4 separate regions of the Zea mays genome follow, and regions 1, 3 and 4 are each linked to region 2. Evidence: chromatin contacts called from public Hi-C data. All regions are on one chromosome and are shown on one strand. Each heading gives the region's core, a stretch centred on a gene start, on an enhancer-like site or on the middle of the called end of the contact. The rest is flanking DNA. Distances are from core to core; before and after follow the strand shown.

Region 1 (3,213 bases), core at 378-2,877, 400 kb before region 2:
TCGAAAGTCAAAGCGAAGCTGGCTGATAATCTCAAGTAGAGCCACCGTTTTCAATTGTTACACCAATACTTGGAAGAGAACTTATGGAACTGTAGAAGGTTTCTTCCAAAAGCCTATATGTATGTTCAGTTGGTTTCACTATTTTATTTCACTCTGGAGCCATGCGTTTGTTTTTTTTCCCATAAATACTTTGGTGCTGCAGGAGGCAATCCCTCTTTATGCCGGTCTTCGCCTTCTTAAGCTTGGCAGGTTTATGACGTGCGCTTTTTTTATGGCAAAATTGGATCTGTTAACATGTGGAGATGGAAATTACCCGGAAACATGAGCTTAGCGTGGATTTTACCATTTTGAGGTGTTAGAAAAGCGTGCTGCCTATTTTAGACTAGATATACAGACTAAAACATATGGAGCCCCACATTTCGGGTATTGTCAAGTTGTGCGTTTCACTTTCAAAATAGTGTAAGGGCCTTGTGTTTTTTTTCTTCTTCTGAATTTGTTGTAAAATAGTCTAGCATCCCTTGCAAAGAGGGGGTAATGTTGTTGTCACATGATGGTGTGTACCAAAGTGTAGTAAAGCATCCCTTGCAAAGAGGGGGTGGTAGTGTCCTGTATGTTTTTTTAAGCAAATGTGACAAACTATATAAGAAATGAATATTTCATGTGAGTTATGTATTTCCAGCCGTATTATTTAGGTTACTTGCATTCATATTTAAGCAGCTTACAAGGAATGCACGTTACTCTGAGATCAGAATCATTTAAGTGTCCATCTACCCTTTCCTTGCTTACAGGGCACCCCATCTCTTGGTGACTGTCGTTCGCTACAGGATGACGGCAAAGCTTTATTTAGCGCTGGTCGGTGTCAGTGTCACTCATATGGTTGTTAGAGCTCATGCTCAGGGATTTCTGAATGCTGAGGCCTTGGATCTTCTCGCTCCCAAGGCCACGGGCAGGAAATCACAAACGGGAGAAGTTCTATGGTGTAACACCCTTGTACTTGCACAGTTTTACAGCAAATCAAATGATAGCAGAGTAGCAGGAAGTACCATGTTTTAATTCCTCTTTCTGATCAATGGACTTTTAGGACCAATTTGGAGGCAAAACCAGAGAGTTTCTCTCCCATCAAGAATTAAATGCCTTGTACAAATGACACCCCACGCAAAGATCACAAGGGAATTTAAGTTTCAAACTAGCCCTTAGGGGATTTCTCAAATAAAGCTATGCTGCCCATTCTGAGTTCTGACTGCATTGTCCGAGTATTTGTACGATGCTATCTACTGTATGCATTTTTTTATCTCTAATGTATAAAGCACTAGATTTCAAAGTTCCACCTTTATCGTAAGTTCCACCTTTATCTGCCCTTCCCATTTAAATGATAAAAAACTAAAATTATGTATAAATGAGGATTCAAACCATAGTTGTTGGGTTTAAACCCATGTTCACATCTTACTAACATAATTTACATGTTTTTATGTTTTATATACTTTGCTATAAATGAGAAACCGATACTTTACTAGCTTGTTGTATCATCATCTTTACGTAGCTTTTTTTTTTAGTAAAGACAATAACTAATATACAATCATATGTTATGTGCAAGCGTGGCTACCAACCTATAGTCTTAAACCGTCAACAAATGCAGTTTGGTGATATGAGCAGCAAACAGAGATTAGAGAGGCAGCAAAGAAAGATAACAGAAGAGACAGACGGAAAGAACACCGGAGGCGGAGAGCCACAGGAGGAGGAGCTCGAGGGACGACGACCAGCTGAATTAGGACTGGAGGGGGCAGACGACGTCGTCGTAGCGGCAGCAGCAGGAGAAGGGAAGACTCAAACGAGGGATCTCCGAGAGAGGAGTGTGGTAGGCAGGAAGAAAGAATAAGGCGAGCCGAGAGCCATTCGCATGGAGGCGGCGATGGATCTGATGCGGCGGATGCCGCCACGGAGCGCGGAGACGGCGCTCAACGCGCTGCTCTCCCTCCTCCCCGACCACTCCCTCGACCTCCTCTCCCAGGTCGACCTCCCGCTCCAGGTATCCCTCCTTCGCCGTTTCGGTTCGGGCCTCTACGTCCTCTGGTTCGGATAGGGATTAAACTGCGCCAACACATTTGCTCCCTTCGTCTCGAATCGCTCGCGGGGATTGGATGCTCCGCCGAGCGTGGGTTTGTTGGCCGTGCCATTTTTGCGCCGTGTTCGTCGAGAAATGCGCGTTTCTTGCCTTGGCACCTGTACTGTACTGCGCATGGTTCTTCTGAATCCAGGTCACATGTCAGGTAGAATCACGCTGGTCCAACCCATTTTTGCAGGTTTCAGTGGCACCGAATCTGAATTATGCTGCCCGCCGACTGAATGCTTCCCTGTGTCACGTGCAGTTAGATTCTTCAATTCTGTCTGCTTACACAAGGTTAAACGGTTTATTGTTTTTCAGGTTTGCATGGATAAGGAGAGCCTGAAGGAATACATTCTATGCGAATATAACCGTGATGCTGACTCCTACCGGTCAGAAATTCACGATTTCCTCCATCGTCACATTTACATTTTGTTCATGTTCTCCACCAGCACTGGACTGTCATTATTTTGTAGCGCATGTTGCAAAATAGACTCTCATTGCAGTGCCTGATCTGAATGAATAAACATGACCCACACCAGAACTTTAAATCCTTTTTGGAGGAAGCTCTTATTTTTTCCCTCAAACACCAGGAGAGCTGCATATCTTTAGGCTGTCTCCAGCAAGGTTCTCTAAATTTCGTCCTCTAAAGAAATATTCTTTGTCCTTTACAGCATCCTCTAAAAAATTTTGTCCTCTATATCTTCTTCATCTCCGGCAACATCCTCTAAAACCGGTCCTCTATATCTACAGTTTTAACATAATCCATATATTATTAATAAAACAAATATCCGTGATCATTGCATGCATATTAATCCGTATTTATTTACAAAATTACGAGACATTTAAATACTGCAAATTATTTTTTATTCATATTAATAAATATGTTGTACAGCTGCACTCGCACAGTGGCACAATTGCATTTTTTCTCTTTGTTGGATGCTCGTCCGGTGACTTTCGCATCGCGCTGCCGCTTTTCCTCACTGGCCGAGCTCGTCCGCTGCTGCTCCTCCTCGATCGCCATGCACCACGCCGCAGACGAGCTCCTCCGTTCTTCTGCTCCTCGCCTACTGTCGCGCTCGTGCTCCTCCAGGCGGTCCGCCGCACAAGCT
Region 2 (3,188 bases), core at 64-2,563:
TCCACATTATCAGACCTCCAAAAAATTATACTCACCAAATTATTCTTGCCCAAGTAGAAAATGTGTTCCATTTGAGAAAAAAGGTAAACAGACTAAATCATCAATAAAAGCCTATGGAGTCCAGTTAATGTGTATGCACCTAGATCAAATAATAATAACCTTAATATTTTTATATGAAACGAATAATAGTAGGCCACTAAAGAATAATAAGATCATATTAAACTAAACAAGAAATTCAATTACTGCAAAAGCAAAAGTTCCTGGACTACTGAATACTAAGCATGCTATAGAACTCCCAGTATTAAGTTGGTTGCTTGCATTCTATTAGTTCTTTTCAATAATTTGAGCATAACACGCTATTAGTTCTATTCAATAATTTGAGCATAACACGCTATTAGTTCTATTCAACAATTTGAGCATAACACAGGGGTAAAGAACTAGTAATGAAAGCAATAGTTACATGATGTGCTTTGATCAAACAGAACTATCCATTCTATATAGTATATAATACAAAAAAATAATCTTGATTTCTGCAAATTTACTGGACAAAACAATGGACATAATGCATAACAAAATGATAAAGAATACAACTGTGAACCATAAATTATAATAGCTGATGATATTGCTATAGATTGGTCACAAATGGAACACTACGCTCCGCCGAAGTTGGCAGTAGCAAACACCAATCAAATGCATTTCACTGTATAGGGCACCAAAAGGCACCTACTAAATCGCAGGATTCCAAGAGAACCGCAAAAGAAACAAAAATCGAAGAACATATCCACATATATTTGAATGTAACAGCCTTATATCCCTCGCCAGCAAACAAATGGCGCGAAGCGCTGGCGAAACACAGAAGGGAATCGCAGCCAGGGGCGGTAACTGGGTGTACACATGTACACCCGATAAGCTTTTGCAAAGCAATCGAAGTTAGCAGGGAAAGGGAAAACAAATAGTATGTTAGGGTTTGGGCGCACGGTTTCGCACAACAGGAAGGGAAAGGGAAGGGCGTACCTACGAATAGTAAGTTAGGGTTTGGGCGCACGTCTTCGCACCGCAGGCAGGGAAGACCAAAGTGAGGGCGTACCTGGTGGTGCTCGTCGCCGGCGAAGGGGCACCGAAGGCGTTAGCGACGGCCGGCCCAGTCGTGAGGGTGGGGGGTTCCGCGCAGGCTGGTGGCGATGGAACGGAAGAACAAAAGGCAGGGTAGGGTTGGGGCGTTGGGCGGCTGAGCCTGAAGCAGAATCCAACAGTATTTTTTTTTTTTGGGAGCGATGGATATGTTTCCCTCGAGGGGTTTGTTTGGGAAAAGAGTGCTAGAGGGGATTGAAGGGCCCAAAAATGTTTAAATATTAATTACAAATATTTAATATAGTCTAATTATAAAGCTAATTACATATATAAAGACTAAACAGTTATATGAATATATTAAAGGTTTGTTTGTTTCACTTCTAAATTATATAAGTTGGATTATGGTGAAAAAGTAGGTGGATAAAATATCATTTTGATGCCACAAATAAGTTAAAAAATCTATTTTGGCTTATTTTGTTGTCTCAAAGTGATATTTTATCTTCCTACTCTTTCACCATAATCCATCTTATATAATCTAAGTGGAAAATAAATAGATCTAAGTCTAATTAGTACATTATTGATAATTCATTCATATGATGCTACCATAAAATTTGTTAATCATAAATTAGTTATGTTTAATAAGTTTATCTCATCATTTAGTGTGCAATTAGACTATATTTAATCATTGAAATTGGCATTCAAACATTCGCTGCGATACTAACTAAACTTTAGTCATAGCAACGGCACCAGTAGCGGACTATTTAAGCATTAGATCTTATAATAAAGCCTGTTTGTTTTTGTTTTTGTTTTTTGTTTGTTTTTTTTCTACGAAAACTGCATTAGCCACCGGTTCGATTTTATTGTTGATATCAGATTAACTAACCAAGACATCAACTTCACTATTATAACCTAAATTTGTTTTAGTCGATTAAATTTTTTTGTGATGGCTGAATATGCGAGTCTAGTCTAATGTGCTTGTTCTTCTAGGCCACTCTAATTTGTATCCAAGGTTGATCTAAAGTCTAAAGTAAAATAGTTATCAACAAAATTAGAATATATCTTGATAGGCTATTGTAAGTGTCGCGAAATGATCCTCGGGCCTTCCAGGGCCCACTAGTCAGTAGAAAGACGAGGAAAAGGTCCACCTTGAATGAATCGTTCTGGATAAACCCGAGGCACCGAGCCGAGGGTCAGACGAGGCGGAGCCGAAAGTAGGGTCGGGTGGATCGAGGGGAAGCCACTCGAGTGGATTTCGCGCTTGACCAGGACTAGCCCACTGTGTCACATTAACTACGCCGACGCCGAGCCACAGAGGGCGAGTCGGTCCACTTACCGCTCGTAACCTATAGACCCCTAGGCTTGCTGGCCACTCATAACCTATCAAGCCTAGGCCTAAGCGTGTTGGCTGCCTATAGGTGTCACACCCGGTTTTAGAAGACAAACCGAATGCGAACCATATACGTGACAGGATCAGAAACTCACGTACACAACGATTACATAATTGGACATCATCACACGTTGCTCAAAATAAATAGCGGAAAGGTACTTTTATTACAACAAGATGTCCAAGACATACACAAGGTCTATTACATAGCATAGTCATTAGTATCATCAAAGTGCGGAAATACGAAACGTAGTAGATAAGGCCTACATAGGCAGCTGACTGGGGTTTTCCACTAAAAAAACTAGAACTCGTCGTAGTCCTAAAACTACTCAAAGTCCTCCATGTTGTCAGCATCTCCTCCTGAGCACTGAATACAATGGGGACAACTTGGGGTGGGGGTGGTTTGTGAAGCAAGGGTGAGTACACATCAATGTACTCAGCAAATGTCCCATTTGGCTAAAGTGGACTAGCTGTATGTGGAGTTAAGGTTAAGCAGTTGCTTTTAGTTGGTCAAGTATTTATTACTATGAGTAGAGCCAAGTTTTAGTAATAAACCCAGTTATTACCCAAATGTACCTCCTCCAAGAGGAAATACTAGAAATCAAAATTATAATCATCATCATTAACCATTATCATAGAAGTATCTAAAGTTCTTCTAATCAAAGAGGATCCCAAGGCCGCTCTTAACCGTGAGCTCGGCTGATATACCAGTTTCTAACACTCTGCAGAGGTT
Region 3 (3,269 bases), core at 469-2,968, 260 kb after region 2:
TAAGATATGTGATTGTCCCAACTACTACACCCTGAATGGCTGAATCAAACCAGCACAAGTATGAACTATTAACATTTAGGTGCATAAAAAAATTGGTAATTTTTTATCATCACAAAGGTATTCGGATGAATCTTTCCATTAGGACGACAACAAACCAGCAGACGAATTAGCTGGTCATGGAGTGCCGGCATTGGCTCCAATCACCTGGTGCGTTGCTGGAGACCAGAGGCTTCGCTGGTTGGACCACTTCCACTCACACTCACATCTGAGTTGGTTGCAATAGGAGCACCCGCTATGGTTGGGGCCCTCCGTTCTGTCGGACCCGCTTCAGAAGGAAGGCCACAACTAACATGAAGGTTGAGTCAGATAAGAAATCTTTGGCTGTGGGACTGGTTACCGGTGGCATGATGGAATCCTAGGGCTCTTTGTCCCTGTGCTCCCGGAAGACCTTTCATGGTGGCGTGGGAGGTACCTGAATGGAGAGGGCAGCCACGGCGACACGATGGAGGTGGCTATGGAGCTGGCGCTCCTCGAACACGTTCCGCGTGGTGCAGCGCGTGTGATCTCCCTCGCGCTGGACCCCCACAGGGACACCTGCAAAAGCGAAAAAACAATAGAAAGATAGAGAGCGAGGGAGGGAGCTACGGAGGGCGAGAGGAAGGAGCCGGGGACTGTCACACACACAAAAAGATCCTCACCCAACATGCAGAGCTTCACACGAGTGGCCTTATCCGCGACACCCCATGTCTCGAGGGCCCCATCCCCGACAATCCGCTCGGCTGCCGCCTCGAGCAGCAACAGCCCAATCGTGCCCCACTCATTGACGATGCCCCCATACCCGTACAAATCGTCCTCTTCACAAGAGGCGTCGTGGCGCTGGTGACTGGGAGGCCACATAGGGGCGATGAATGTTGCATGGAAGAAGTCGCATGGAGTAATCGGGGAGTCAGAGGCAAGCATCGGAGGAGGAGCCGTGACGGTGGGTGCATGTGACGATAGATAACCGCAGTGTGCCCGCTGCACGAAATCGCAAAATCGTGAGGTCGTTACTTTGTTAGAGGGGTAGGGTGAGACTCCGTCCAGGACGGGATTGAGGCGGCGGCGGCGAGGAGGAGGAGGAGCTGGATGGATACCTGCGGGGGCGGGACGGTCGCCTCCGAAGTCGGAGGAGTCGGCCCTCACCCAGTGCATCTGCTTCGGTTGCGCAGCTGCTGCATCCTTTCCCTTGTCTCCTTGTCCTCGCTCCAGCTCCCCAGTCTACGCGCCTATCTTCGTGAAGGAACTGGACACGGCTGCGACCGGGAGGATGAGCCCTGTACCGGCGGTTGGATGGCAGCCGGGGGCGGCGAGCGGTGGACGGCGGGGAGTCTGGCAGGTGGGGGAGAGGGGATCAGATGAAGCAGAGAAGTCAGAGCAGGAGGATGAAAACAGTATCGCCCCACGGTCGGTCCAAACGAAACGACCACGACCGGAGACACACGCGCGACCTCGCCCACCCTGCCTCCCACGATGGGCGCCATCAGCGGCGAGATGGATGGGTAGCGTATGGGAGCGCGGGGTCGCCGCGGGATGCAAGGAAGAAAGTCGGCGCGGTTGAGGGCGAGATGCAGGGAAGACGGCGCGGGCTCGCGGGCGGGATGATGCACGGAAGACGGCACGGGCGGGGGCGGGATTGCAGGAAGGAAGACGGCGTGGGTGGAGGCTGGAGCGGGGGCACGGTGAGGTCGGTGGACGCCCTCGCTCGAGCCTCAAGGTGTAGTAGAGATAAGAGTTGAGACAACATCCCGCTTTTTTCTGGTCGGAACACCTACTCCGCACGTATCCCGTGACGGGTGCGCCCCACACGGTGCCCAACCCAACGCCGCGCCCACGCCGTTCACGCGCGCACGCGGTACGAGACACCGCTGGGTGCCAGACTGCCATTGCCTGCCACACGCAGGGACGAACCACACGGGCCCGTTTCTCTCGTGGCGTTGTCCTGCGCGCCCGCCCGCCCGCCATGTTGATTTTCCCAGCGCGTGGACCTCCCGCTCCCGCGACGCGCGGCCCGTTTTTGGGAGCTTCGAAAATGGCGAACTCCCCCTCCCTTTCGCAGACGCCGCCCCCTCCCGTTCCCGTCCCGATCCGACGGCACCGCCCGTACATACAATAATAATATGCATGCAGATCCGCTCCCTGGCCGCCAGACCCCCACCGTTCCATGCGGCGTTCGTACGTCCACTGGCTGTACCATGTTGGGCTGCTTTGGGTCCGTAGGCCACCCAACCAAAGCACGTAGGGAGGTGAAGATTGAGATTGGGAAAGCTACGCTAAACCTAATGTATAAACATAAATACGTTAATTAATTGGATTGTGTGTCTTAATTGGTCGTATCCCTAAATAAAATTGATATTGGGAAAGCTACGCTACATCTGGACCCCGCTCCCTGCCTGGCCGCCAGAACCCCCCCCCCCCCCCCCCCCCCACCCCCACACACACACACACACACACACCGTTCCATGTGACGTTCGTACGTCCACTGGCCGGCTGGACCACGTCGTCACCAGCTTCAGGAATATAATGCACCGTGCTGCCATTGCCAACGAACCCTCGGTTTGCAAGAAAACGGCACATGGAATAATGGTGATCGATCTTTGATGCTGTATTTCTATTTGTTGACGTATTTATTTGTGTTTAAAGTTTGAACCCTTTGAACTGAATTGTGATGTCATATATATGCCGCACTACTGTCGTTTATGATCTACTCCAACTCATTGTGTCAGAACTCAGAAGCTGAGAACTAGACGGTGTGATGCTGCATGTATATATGTGTTTTTGTTTGTGTCAACTGTCTATTGGTGGTGTCAGCCTGCTAGCTACTACTATTCTTGTTTGTGCCACTGGCACCTACTATACTGTGATTTGTTTTATATTTTAAAAAAGTACAAAAATGCGTAATTTGTGTAATACGTACGTACCGCGGACACGGTCTACATGCATGTACACTGTTTCTCGCCAACTGTTCACCGTACGTGTGGACCGTCTACAAAAAACAAAAAAAAATCGCTAGTTGTAATTTTTTTAATACTTCCACGACTGGACCATTGACGTACACAAGAAAAATAGTCTGTTGTCTTGTGGGCGGGATAATCGAGGAGAGAATCGCTGACCCGGTCTGCTTAACTGTATGCATGCATCTTCCCTCTCGTCAAGTACATAATGATACGTACATATTCAAATAGGAACGTGGTCACGTACGTTCGCTGTAATGGGAACGCGACGGGGCGCCA
Region 4 (3,485 bases), core at 715-3,214, 400 kb after region 2:
GCCCATTGAGATCTCCTATGAAAAGCTTCTCGCTAATAGGTATAGCTCTAATCATGTTATCTAAGTCTTCACAAAAAGGCCCTTAGCACTTTCATCTTGGCCTACTTAGGGGGCATACGTGCTAATTACGTTCAAGACTAAATCATCCACGACAAGCTTCACTAAGATAATCTTTCTCCTTGTCTTCTCACATCCACCACACACTAGGCTCTTATCAATCAAAACTCTTACTACATTTCTATTTGCAGCCGTCCCTATGTATCAAAGCTTGAAGCCAGTATTGTTCACCTCCTTCGCCTTTTGACCCTTTCATTTAGTCTCTTGAATGCATAAGATATTTTACACGCCTCCTAGTCGATGTCTCAACTAACTCTCTTAACTTACCTGTAAATGATGCTACATTCCAACTACCTAAATGGATCTCAGTTAGTCCGACTAGCTTCCTTACCCTTCGCACCTGTTGGTGATGTAAAGACCCTTGCACATTTTTACTACACTCGGGCGCCGATGTAGCGACGTAGCACACAACTAAGGAAGCAGCGACTCGATCCTTATATAACATCGTGCCCAAATCACAACACGACGCGTCACCAAAGGGATGTTGAATCAACCCTTGCCCATTTAACACCATGCTCGGGTTCTGATATGGAGCGTCACTAAGAGAGTTACATAGAGACATGTCATGGCTCAAGCAGTGAACTGCCAGATGACAACATAACCTCAGGGTATGACAATAACAAAATTCTCCCTACACTTAGCATGGACATCAATAGCCAGAGCCAGAAAAGACCATAAGGACTGTGTACAGGAATATACAGTGTTTGAAAAATGTATGCTTCCAGTATAGATTGAAATATAGTGCACAAATTTGGCAAGCCTATTTGGTACTTGAGCAATAAGAATGGTGGTAATTGGAAGCCTGCGTCCATGCAGCCGGGCTCACGCGAGCATGGCCCAGCACATACGCCGCTTTCACGCGTATCCCCAGGTGCAGGTTAAAGACTTCCGCAAATACATAATCTGCACCGATGCATGCGTGCTCAACCATCTCCATGCGGGCAACTGGATACATTTAGAGGCCCAGTCAACGCATGTAGTGAGCCAGGCTACCACGGGACGCACAACCAAACAGAAACAGGCAAACACACGCAATGTGAATTGTGAAGATGAAGATAAGAATGAAACAATAATAGCTCCTCATTCTTGGTAAGGTTACAATAAAACAGTAACACTGCCTCCCTTAAAGATGACCACACAGTTTAGAATATCAATATATAATCAAAACAAGAATGAATAAATTAAACAGAAACTGTAATTATTCAATAACTGAAAAAACAACCAGCTTAAACTGGGATGGCTATTTAGACACTTGTGTTCGTTTGTTACGAATATGATATATGTTTCCCGTTTCAATTAACAGTTCCCCATCTATCTGTATTTGTATGCATATCTGGTAAGAAACAGAAGTACGAACTATTCTGTGTATCACAAGATTTCACGATTATTTAGGCAACCTAAACGGATAAATGAAATGGAATGTATTCTCGTGCTTCTATAACGATGAATTGTCAGAGTAAATCCGCTGGCGTCGTAAACGTGTCGCATATTTGCCACGCGAATGAAGCTTAATCCAGCAAATCAAAATCACATCTACTTGTTCAGCTTAGTAAACGGGAAATCCCTAGAGATACAAATCTAATCCAGCTACTGGCCCGACGGACAGGAAACTAGATCGAACCCTAAATTGATGGTAAAAGAAGTAGGCGAAGCTTTATTGGGGGTAAGGGAGGAAGGAAAGACCTTGCGCTGCTTCCAGGAGAGGAATTGTGCTGCAGATATTGGCTGCGCCCTTGCCGTGGTTGCGGGCTCGCCGGTGGCGGGCAGCGGCGGGGGAGTACCCTCTGCTTCCTCCGCTCCCATCGCGAGAATATGCGAATCTCTGGGGAAAGGGAAAACGGCTGGATTACCGAGAAAAAAAAACTACGAAACGGATCAGGCCCTAATCAAACCGGAAAGCCCTGTTGTTGAGGGCGCCTTTGTTGAGTTCCTACCAAAACGTATTTTGGGCTTACGAGGCACCTTTTGGGAGAGGCCCGCTACCTAATTCTTTGAACTCTGCTCATTGATTCTTTGATGAAGTGATTCTATTCCTAAGAGAAAGCACGGTTAGAAGGTGATGAGAATTCCATCATAATACGGAGCTTGGTGAAGCACATTTTTTAGCTCCCAGCATGAATGAAGAAATAATTCTCGTATGATCCCTACTTAATACGGACTTTTGGCAGAGCTCCGCTACATAATTATCTAGCTTCGAGTGTTGATTCTTTAATATAATAATTTTGAATAATTCTCTAGCAGAAGTGAATCCATCTGATAAAATTTGTTTGGCAAATAATTTGTAAAGTGAGTGGGGAGCAAGTTATGAGTGACGAGAAGCTAGTTTTTTTACTCTCACTTTCTAGTACAAAAGGAGACTGCATTCACTCTGCCTCCGATAGTAGTTCCGTTTTTTGTCGTTTGGCTGTGCGGAACTCGAAAGTGATTTGATTTTCGCTGAAAGTGGAGCTATGTGAGCTCCGCCAAACGTCCTCTTAGAGCTTTTTTGGTTAGGGATAGATTGAAGGTAATTGGAGATATTTAATCCTCGCCTCAGATTCGAATGGAACCGAACAAGGTTTAGCTGTTTGGCTTGGGAACAAGGTTTAGTTGTTTGGCTTGGGAACTTTGCCAAATGGCCCATGAGCCTCCATACTCACATGAACGTTTTAAATCTAATATAGTGGTGAACATTTTAATAAAGTCAGTATTTTTTCGTCTCTGGTAGAATCCCTACTACTACGAAGAACGCAAGAGGTAGGCTGCCACCTTTGGTTCTGTCTCCCATGAATGTACACCGTTATTGCCCACGCCATCCTGTCGCCCCCCTCCCCCGATATTGCGTCGTCCCTCCCCACGCGCGGTGTAACTGACCTCGCTCCAATCGCTCGCCTACGACCATCGTGCCACACCTCTCCACCATCGACGACGACCCTCACCATGTGCGGTCACCTTCCTCACACGCATCTCCCGCCCGTGCCACCACTCCTACTGTAGGAAACGGTGACGTCTAAAAGGTGGTGAATTAGAACTTCTAAAAACTATTCTCTAAACTAGGCCACAATTAAATCCATAGAGTAAAACATATGCAAATTAACAATTTAGAATGTGCAAACTAGGTTTTTTTGTAAGTATCGCTATCTAGTCTAAGTTTTAATCCTAAATATTTGTCGGCGTTTTGGACCCGCGAGGACCCTCAACCGACTAGTGAATTTGTCGTTGCGTGCCCCTGCCCAGATGGGTTGATGCAAGATGAAACACAAGAGGGCGGATGAGGCTTATATTATCTTGCACCGGGGTGCTCGTAGTAGGGGTTACAAGCGTCGCGAGAGAGAGAGAGGGTCTGGCCCTGAGGTGAGCTGTCTGAGTTAGCCTCCTCCGCGTTTCTC

Evidence for each region. A called contact is a pair of places that touch in the nucleus more often than the background predicts.
Region 1: a contact with region 2 is called in a Hi-C map of tassel, with 10 times the contacts expected there. The contact joins the promoter of LOC100193381 here to the promoter of LOC103635858 in region 2. A contact is called at or near these places in 2 of 25 Hi-C or Micro-C datasets (ear and tassel).
Region 3: a Hi-C map of tassel shows a contact between it and region 2, with 3 times the contacts expected there. The contact joins the promoter of LOC100381770 here to the promoter of LOC103635858 in region 2. A contact is called at or near these places in 4 of 25 Hi-C or Micro-C datasets (ear, leaf and tassel).
Region 4: a Hi-C map of ear shows a contact between it and region 2, with 4 times the contacts expected there. The contact joins the promoter of LOC100275303 here to the promoter of LOC103635858 in region 2. A contact is called at or near these places in 6 of 25 Hi-C or Micro-C datasets (bundle sheath, ear, leaf and 1 more).

Annotation. Positions count from the first base shown.
Region 1 is chr1:65,906,289-65,909,501 of Zm-B73-REFERENCE-NAM-5.0, forward strand. It overlaps LOC100193381, which reads left to right and starts at 1,628. Exons shown (of 8, transcript NM_001138510.1): 1 at 1,628-2,026; 2 at 2,423-2,493. The coding sequence starts at 1,898. It overlaps LOC100279238 (pseudouridylate synthase), which reads left to right. Exons shown (of 18, transcript NR_158723.1): 17 at 1-119; 18 at 789-1,141.
Region 2 is chr1:66,305,482-66,308,669 of Zm-B73-REFERENCE-NAM-5.0, forward strand. It overlaps LOC103635858 (formin-like protein 5), which reads right to left and starts at 1,314. Exons shown (of 6, transcript XM_008658244.4): 1 at 1,088-1,314.
Region 3 is chr1:66,562,400-66,565,668 of Zm-B73-REFERENCE-NAM-5.0, forward strand. LOC100381770 reads right to left here and starts at 1,719. Exons shown (of 3, transcript NM_001174571.1): 1 at 1,134-1,719; 2 at 699-1,017; 3 at 1-594. The coding sequence starts at 960. The coding sequence ends at 452.
Region 4 is chr1:66,703,159-66,706,643 of Zm-B73-REFERENCE-NAM-5.0, forward strand. LOC100275303 (zinc finger CCCH domain-containing protein 15 homolog) reads right to left here and starts at 1,965. Exons shown (of 2, transcript NM_001331166.1): 1 at 1,801-1,965. The coding sequence starts at 1,920.